Linked DNA regions of Mus musculus: region 2 is linked to region 1. Evidence: chromatin contacts called from public HiChIP or PLAC-seq data. All regions are on one chromosome and are shown on one strand. The core of a region is the stretch at or near the end of the contact, and the rest is flanking DNA. Distances in the headings are between cores, read along the strand shown. Region 1 has its middle 10 kb from the start of Serpinb1c. Region 2 has its middle 18 kb from the start of Serpinb6b.

Region 1 (4,388 bases), core at 973-3,472:
TTTATCATGCGGTGTTGTTGAATTTTGTCAAAACTCCTCTCTACATCTAATGTGATTTTTGTCTTTCAGTCTGTTAATATGGTACATTGCATTTATCAATTTATGTATTTTGAATTCTTCCCTGTATCTATGGGAAAATAACTACTTGGGTGATGTTTTTGATGTGTTCTTGGATTTGGTTTCCAAGTATTTAATTAAGAATTTTAGTCTGTAATTCTCTTTCTTTGTAGGGTCTTCATATTGTTTAAGTATTAGGGTAAGTCTGGGTTCATAAAAGGAATTTGGTAGTATTCCTTCTGTTTATATTTTGTAGAATAATTTGAGGAATATTGGCATTAATTATTCTTTGAAATTCTGATAAAATTTTGTGCTAAAACAATCTGGCCCTGTGCTTTTATTTCTGAGAGACTTAATTGCGGCTTATTCTTCACTAGGGATTATATTTCTGTTGGCATTGCTTATCTGATCTGATTTGACTAAGTGGTAAGTAAGTGGTATGTATCAAGAAAAAAATATCCATTTCTTTTAGATTTTCCAGTCTGGTGGAGTACAAATTTTCAAAATTTGTCCTTATGATTCCCTGGGCTTCCTTGCTGGCTGTTATATGCCTCTTTTCTTTTCTAATTTTGTTAATTTGACTCTCCTCTCTCCATGTTCAATTTGGTTAACAGATTGTCAACCTTACTGGTTTTCTTAAAGAGCCAACTCTTTGTCTCATTGATTCTTGGTTATTATTTTTATTGTCTCTATTTTACTAATTTCCCAACACAAATTTGATTATTTCTTGCCACCCACTTTTTGCGGTGTGATCTCTTCTTTTAGTTCAAGAGTGTTTAGGTATGCCATTAACCTATTATTATGAGATCACTCCAATATTTTTAATGTAGGCATTTAGTACTATGAATTTGCCTCTTGGAACTGTATTTATTGTGTTACCAAAGATTGGGTATGAGTGTTTTTATTTTCAATCAATTCTACAAAGTTCATAATTTCTTTCCTAATTTCTGTCTTGACCCATTTATCATTCAGTATTGAGAAGCTGTTCTGTTTCCATGAGTTTATAAACTTTCTGTTTTTCCTGTTCTTGTTGAGTTCCAGCTTTATTCCATGTGGTCAGACAGGATGCATCTGTTATTTCACTTTTCTTATATCTTTTGAGAAATTCTTTGTATTCAAGAAGCACATCGAACATCAAATAGACTGGACTAGAGTCTATTTCTCTCAGTGCTCTGTGGTCTGTAGTCGATTTTGAAAATGTTTCATGAGTTACTAAGATATATTCTTTGGTATTTGGGTAAAATGTTTTGTATATATCTTTTAAGTTCATTTTACTTAAAACAAGTTAGTTCTAGCATTTCTCTGTTTAGTTCTTGTCTGGATGGGCAATACTGAAGTCATTCCACTATCACTGTGTGAGAGTCAATATGTGATTTTATTTGTAGTAGTGTTTCTTTTATGAACTTGGTTACCCTTGTGTTTAGTGCATAAATGTTTAGAATTCCAATGTCCTTTTGGTGGATTTCTCCTTTAATGAGTGTGTAGTGTCCTCTATGTCTCTGGATTACTTTTGGTTTTAAGTTTTATTTTGCCAGATAGTAAAATGGCTATACATGCTTGCTCCTTGGGCCCCTTTGCTTGCAATATCTTTTTTTTTTCATCTTTATATATGTTACTTACCTTTTTCCTTGCAGATTTTCATATTCTTTCTTTGTTCTGTACATTTCATGTTTTGATTATTATGTGATGATAGGACTACCTTTTCTGGTCCAGTCTATTTGATGTTCTGTGGGTTTCTGGTACCTTGAGAGGTGCTTTCTTTGATTTAGGGACATTTTCTTCTATGATATTTTGGCAATATTTTCTGTGCCTTTGACCTAGGTTTCTTCTCATTCTTCCTTTCCTGTTATTCATAGATTTGATCTTTCAAAAGTATCCAAGATTTCCTAAATGTGTTGTGCTTGGAATTTTAGATTTAACATTCTTTTGACAGGGGCATCCATTTCTTCTACCTTTTCTTCAATGCCCAAAGTCTGTCTCATACTCTGTTGGTAAAGCAGGTCTATGATTGTTTTGTTGACTTCCTAAGTTTTTCACTTCCAGTTTTAGATTCGTTTGTATTTTGCTTAGTGATTTTACTTTCATTTTCATGTCTTGAACAGTTTTCGTTGTTTGACTGTTCATAGATTTTATGAATGGATTTATTCACATCCTCTTTTCAGTTCCGTGAACATACTCATGATGGCTACTTTGGGGTCCTTGCCTTGTGCTTCAGCTATACTGCATTTCTTAGAGTCTTCTGTAAGAGGGTTCCTGGGCTTTGGTGGAGACATATTGTCCTGAATATTATTGATTATGTTTTTATGCTGGTGTCTTTGTAAGAGGTGAATGTAATTTTAGGTGTTGATATCTGGTATTGTCTTGGTTGGGGGGAGGGGAGTGTTCTGTTCTTTAGTTTCTGTTGCCCTCCCTAGATTTTAGGAGATTGTGGTGTCTGTGGCTTGCCTCTTAGGGAGTGCATCCGAGTCCCATCCAGGTGAAGACATTGGCCAATTAAAGGAGATGGCCAAGAAATGGGGAGGATAAATCTACAGGGTGCATCTCAGACCGTGCAGTCATCCTGAATTCCTCACCCTCTTAACCACATAACAGTTGTATTTTGTATCTGTTGACCTGCCCAACAGAGGAGCAAAAGCTAATGAAATTCCAGCTTCTCTGATTCCTCATTTCCCTTCTGTATTCTATACTTGCACTTCCACTTGACCATTCCCCACAGGAAACCTCAGCCCTCCTCACTATGGGGCCTGACCTCACCTGCTCAGCTTGCTATCCCTGGAACATGCAAGGTTCAGGTACAAGATCAGCCTCTTGACATAATGAGCAGCAGCCCCTTCTGGAGACTCAATCTTCGAAGATTTGACTTATCACACCTTCCATACCAAGCAATTCAAAAGATGTCTTGCTTCCTCCGGGTTTATTTGGGAGATGAGTGGAGCTAAGTTACAAAGGCACCTGGGCACACACAAGTGCCTCCTGGGCAAGCAACAGCTTAGGAGGCCCTGGGGCCAACCATATTCTAGTGGGAGAGGTATGAATGACATGAGACTCAGGCATAAGGCCATTTCTGTCTTAGTTAATTTTAGGCTTCAGTAGGAGATTAAATCGGAACGGATTACTCCTAACAAACAGAAACCTGATCTGTACTCCCAAATTTCCACAGCTAGTTGGGGGTACACTCTCACCAACCCAATGCTTCACTGTGCTTACCTTTCCCTGGTGCTCAGCTGAATGGCCGAGAGCTGGAAAACACCAATCTTAGTTTAGAATCAACAGATAACACAATCATTGGGCACAGAATTTACCATCCTAAATTCACCAATTATTCTGTTAGAAATCTTCTAGTGGCAGATACTGGTAGATTCTGCCACCCGAACTAACTGGCCCGACCCATATCTAGGTTGCCTTTCTCTCATCGTCCAAAAGGAATTCCCTTCCTCCTGCCTTCCCTCTTCTGCTCTCAGACCCGGAAGGCCCACCTCCTTCTCGCCCAGTGATTGGCTTCTTGTCTTTATTAAACAGTGACAGGCATACCAGTTGACCCAGCGGTTGGATAGTAACTTTGACATCACCAAAAGTCTCATTGTAAATCTGTCTCTTTAGCTCCCCATTGCTCTGAGCAAATGTACCTGTCTACCCTGCTGATGAGGGTCTGTAAGTGCGGAGCCATGGATTACACATCTTCCCAAAAAGAAAAAAAAAACCTTTTAAATACTACTGGGGTTTCCAGTGTGATGGGATTTTTTTCTCTGGTTATTCCTGATAGAAGTCTCTGGCCATGCCATGGTGTTTATTAGCAGACGCAACCCATGCCAGGCCTATACAGAGTTTCAAAGTGAGACTGTACCAAGTAGACTAGGTTCAAAGTTTGAGAAAATTGAGGACCATCAGGTTCCCTTTTTCAGAATTAGAGCAAAGGATCTTTGCCTTATGCTGGTTGAAAGAAGACGGCCTAGACATTTGCTTTTCATTCCTTTTCTTAGAAAACCAGAAATCACTGACTTTCTAAGTTCAATTTGAAAATGTTTTACCTGTACTACGTAATGGTATTTTGTAAAGGTATTAGGGGGACATACTTTTTTTTCCACGTCATTCACTAGAAGAAAACTAGAACATAATCACATTGCAGTTTTATACTGCTTGAAAACTTTTTGATATATAAGCTGTAAGAGAAAAAAATAAAGCTGTTGGAACTTTGTTCCATCCATCTAATATGTATATATGTATGTATGTATGTATGTATGTATGTATGTAGAGCTTGTGTAGGTATGTGTTGGAAAGTTGTTCCATCCACCTTCCAGGTGTGTGTGTGTGTGTGTGTGTGTGTGTGTGTG
Region 2 (4,696 bases), core at 1,323-3,822, 75 kb before region 1:
GTCATGGAGCCTTGAGAGCATGTGATTTAAGGTCAACATTGTGCAGAAACAGGTTTCAAAATTGAATGGAGAGACTGGTGAAGAAAGAAAGCAAAAGATTTAAGGAAGGGGTTGTTTGTTGTATGTTGAAGTGCTAGTGTTTAAACTCGGTGCCTTTCACAAGTCAGTTTATCTAACAGTTAAACCTCCAACACTGGCTAGAGCTGGCATAGAAATGCCCTGCACTTATTTGGCAGCAAAAGAGCATAGAAAATCCCTCAAGAAATACTTTTCCATTTTTGGTTTTATTTGTTTGTTTTAACTGGAAATGTCAACATATGCTAAGAAAGCCAGTAAATCTCTAGAAAAGGAACCAATAAGGGTACCTCATGTAGAACCTGTGCATCTGTGACAGAAGAAACAGCTGAGTATTCCTGTCACCTCCTGGCTAGTCTCCTTCAGAACAACAGCCATCTTTGACTTTTCCTTTGCCTGCCTTGGATATCCATCTCTTCCCTCTTCCATTTGCCATTTGCCTCAAAGGGCTCTGCCTTGGCACTATGCAGTCTGGCATCTCTCTCTCTCTCTCTCTCTCTCTCTCTAATTCTCTCTCTCTCTCTTCCTCTCTCTGACTCTCTCTTTCTCTCTGTCTCTCTCTCATCTCTTTCTTCCTTAGCACTGCTCTTAAATCTAAATAGGTATGATCTACCTTCAAAAGTGTTTCAGCGGACTAGTGAGATGGCTCAGTGGGTAAGAGTACCCGACTGCTCTTCCAAAGGTCCGGAGTTCAAAACCCAGCAACCACATGGTGGCTCACAACCATCCATAACGAGATCTGACACCCTCTTCTGGTGTGTCTGAAGTACAGCTACAGTGTACTTACATATAATAAATAAATCCTTAAGAAAAAAAAAGTGTTTCAGCAAAAGAACCACACCTCAGACTTTCAAAAGACATGGCTGCTTTTGAAAAACACAACTCTGCTTCTTGCACAGCACATCTGAAATCTGGTCCAGGTGGGTTTTTGTTGCTTTATATCTTCAGTTAAAGCAACGTGCCCCCCATGGATGTCAAAGTCATCAGCACACGGGTCTGTGAGATAGGAACTCATGAGACTAGCACCTGTGCATCAAAGAGTAAACATGCAGTCTGAGCCCACATATCACCAACTCCAAAGTCTATGCTGCTCTGCTTGAAGAAAAAGGGAAGACCACCAAGAAACTGTAGATGGATTCAGGCACTCAGATGGGAGCATCATAAGCAATTCATGGGAGCCATCTTTGAGGTGTCAGGTGTGTGTCAAGGTCATTACTCCAGGAAATCGTAAATGAACATCACCCCTGTCTCTCAGTGGAGAAACATGAGTAGGTAAAGAGGCTTAGGAGCCATCTATCTCAAGGCAGCTCACTGTGGAAGGAAGAGTTTTGGGAGTTTCCTTTATCCTGCCCATGGAGGAGTGCCCATCTCCCTGACACAAGTCCTCTATGTGCCCCTCTCTCTGTCTTTAATATTTTCTAATCCACTGGAGTCATGTTCTTATTCTTATAAGTATGCTCACTCTGCCCTGTATTTAAATGTTTAATCATGTTTCCTTTATTGGTGGTGCCTGGAGTACTACCTTATTGTTTCATCCTTCTATTCCAGTTGCTTCTAGGAACCATGACTTAATCTCACTTCTGGTTCTTTCATCATTCCATGGAGTTTGACTTCCAGTCCAATATACCCCAAAACTCTCCCCAAGGAGTCATTAGTACACTATCCTCTACACAGCCAAACATACACAGAGCTTATTCTATTTTCTTCAGTGGTGACATTTAGTCCTTCAGTTTGGACTTTCCTGATTTTCCAAGTGACCTTTCCACTATTGTTTTTCCTCTTCCTCCACATCCTTTATCCTGCTCTGAGGTGCTTGAACATTCCACTCCTATGCTATAGTGTTCTTGAACAGAACAGGACAAGTTTTAACTGGTCTTGTGAGTGTAAAAGGAGATTAATATTCTGTATATATCAATTAATGCTGGAAATTAATACAGACACAGTTGCTCCTTAAACAGCTACTTCCCCAAATAACCACAGAAAGACCTTATAATATCTCAAAGCCTATGCCTTGGCTGGGCATACACTCAACTAGCTCATCTAGTTAACCTGATCACTTATCCAGCAGGTGGCTAGCTATACTTTCTAGCCCTGTAGTCATATCCATCTCCCAGCTCGTGTCTCTTTGTGAAAAGCCTTTCTTTTTATTCTCACCAGAGTTCCTTTCTCCCTATGAGGAAGGTTCATCTTCCTCTCTCTACCGCCCAATCATATGATTTAGCCTTTTATTGACCCATTAACTAAAGCAAGGTTTGCACAACAAAAGCTGGTTGATGTGTGTGAAAATACACCAACACCAGACCAACTCCAACACGTGAGCTATAGACATTATTAGTCATGAAGCTGATGTGGGCCCCTTCTCTAGTTCTGAAACTAAGTCATCTAAATTTTTATCTCCTCATTATTTGCATTTTTCCCTTTCATATAACATACTGATCTAATGTGCACACTAAAGTCCACCCAGTGATTTCGATTCGAGTAGTGCACACCAAGGTTGAATGTCATCACATTCTCTTTGCCCAGAGAGTGACCACAAACACAAATGAGAAGGCAGAGCCTAAGAGAAACCACAACAGAGTGATACATGAGGGATGATTCACATGTTCAACTTGATGGATTCTAGAATCACGTGGGAGATGAACCACACCTGTTGATTAGGTTAATTGAGATAACAATACTTATCCAGAGAGGGCAGCCTCATTCCATGGGCTGGGGTCTTAAATGAGTAAAAAGAAGAATTTGAGCCGAAAATACTTTGCTTTCTTCTTCCCAAATGTGGATGCAAAGTTCCCACTTGCCTCAAGTTCCTGACATTATGATGGACTATAACCTTGAGTCGTGAGCGTCAAAACTGAATTCCTCTTTCCTTAAATTGCTTTTCTAAGTTATTTTGACACAGCAACAAGTAAAATAGCTAATATGCTTTGCAATGTTGGATATTCCTAATTATCTATGGGTTGGAACAACTGGATGAGGATGTGTGTCCAACATTGTGCATCATCGAGCAGAGCAAAAGTCATTATGCTGAAGCCTTCTGTGCTCTGCTGAGACATCTGTCATCAGTCTCACAACCCTGCCAACCACTGATCTTTTCTCTTTGTAGTTTCACCTTTTTTATAATGTCAAATCACTTTAATTGCATAGAATGGCCCTTTTAATTCAGTAATATACACATAAGGTTCTTGGATGTCTTTATATGGCTAGGTATATTGTTTTCAGGAATGAGTAACAGTCCATAGTGTGGTTGTGAGACCTTGGTCTTTTCCTCTGAAAGCATTCAGCTATATCTCCACTGACATTTGAAAAAATACCAAATCCTATGATTCAGAGACTGAGTGTGTTGATCTACCCAAATTAATTCTCACACTGGGGTTTCTTTTTCTCTTTTAGTCTAGGGGGCACCCCCATAAACAGTTTATTAAGATGAGGACATATATAATCACATCTGTGTTTTACATCCTGACCACATATGAGAATTACATCATGGGAGGCTATTGTTATGGGCAATGGTGAAAAAGAGGTGTTTCAGGGTCTGCTTGTGATCCAACACAACTGAAAAGTCAGTTCAGGAAATAAATGATTATTGCTATCAAGCCACTACTGATTGATCAGGGATGCAAAACAGACTTGGGAGTTGAACTGTGACTGTAAGCCAAAAAATTACAGAGCTTTTAAGTATAAAAATAAATCACAAAAGCCACATTTGTGGGGTTTTTGTCAAGTTACAGTTTGATTTCCTACCCATCACGATTCAGGGACAGGGGACTTTCCTAGGAACATTTCTTCGTGGTATACTATTCTATTCTCATTTGCGGCTTTATTCATCTGTAGTGGGACAACTTGCCAAGCGTTCATGTCAAACAGGATTTCAGGGAGGTCTTGGGATATTAAACTTCTTTGAGCCCCTATTGAAAATGGAAGTTTTATTCAAAATGGCTTCAGTTTGGTTGGGACCTTGACAGGCAGAACACACAGGCCTAGACACACATTTTCAGTAGCCTCATCAGGTTCAATCCCATGATTCAGATGCTTTAGAAACCAGTCCGAGATCCCCCTTTCATCACTCACACCTCTGTATCTGATGCCTCCAAGGGTCTCTGTCAAAGGCAAAGCTAGATGCCAATTAAAACTTTAAGAAGCCACTTTAATCATTGCATATAAGTAAGAGGGTCCAGCATGAGCCAAACACAAGTTTGTAGAGATGATTGGAAGCTTTAACAATTGAAGGAGGAAAGGGGATATAGGTAAGGAAAAGGCAGTTGGAGGAATGGAAAACAAGAATTTGAAAGTACAACCAGGATAGTAATGGAATATCCACATTTGGACTCAATCTCTCCACTGAGACTGGGACACAAGTCTATGGGATTTCTCATCCTTGAGAAAGGCACTGATGTATAGCAGAGGATCATACTTACATGAGTCAAAGGATAAGAAATGAGTCAGAATTCTAATTCAAGTTTAGTAAATGCTTTCAAAAGGGGGGTTAGGGCTTATGTTCAGGTATTTGGAGAAACAACTTGTAAATTCTTGAGCTTTCTCAGGCAGGTACCTGATGGTTATTTGCTTTCATCCTAGGGCCAACGCCTTGAGCTGTTAGAAATCATGATAAGTATTAGTTCAC

The links. HiChIP or PLAC-seq counts read pairs in DNA pulled down with a chosen protein or histone mark.
Region 2: a BATF HiChIP or PLAC-seq map of CD8 T cells shows a contact between it and region 1, with 127 read pairs. The contact joins two enhancer-like sites. A contact is called at or near these places in 2 of 39 promoter capture datasets (the C10 cell line and hippocampal neurons), 3 of 15 datasets of contacts at CTCF or cohesin (CD8 T cells, large pre-B cells and pro-B cells), 5 of 484 Hi-C or Micro-C datasets (B cells, the G1E-ER4 cell line, centrocytes and 2 more), 4 of 115 datasets of contacts at active chromatin or transcription factors (CD8 T cells, effector CD8 T cells, large pre-B cells and 1 more) and 4 of 9 other capture datasets (adipose tissue, embryonic stem cells, liver and 1 more).

Annotation. Positions count from the first base shown.
Region 1 is chr13:32,906,200-32,910,587 of GRCm38.p6, reverse strand. It overlaps a transcript of Serpinb1c not described here. Among named protein-coding and RNA genes, the nearest start is that of Serpinb1c, 10 kb to the right of the region's middle. Within about 2 kb of position 2,222, at least 26 of the 459 cell types and tissues checked have an H3K27ac peak or open chromatin away from gene starts, as enhancers often do. A contact at or near this core is called in CD8 T cells, where this site is marked.
Region 2 is chr13:32,980,762-32,985,457 of GRCm38.p6, reverse strand. No RefSeq gene overlaps it. Among named protein-coding and RNA genes, the nearest start is that of Serpinb6b, 18 kb to the right of the region's middle. Within about 2 kb of position 2,572, at least 9 of the 459 cell types and tissues checked have an H3K27ac peak or open chromatin away from gene starts, as enhancers often do. A contact at or near this core is called in CD8 T cells, where this site is marked.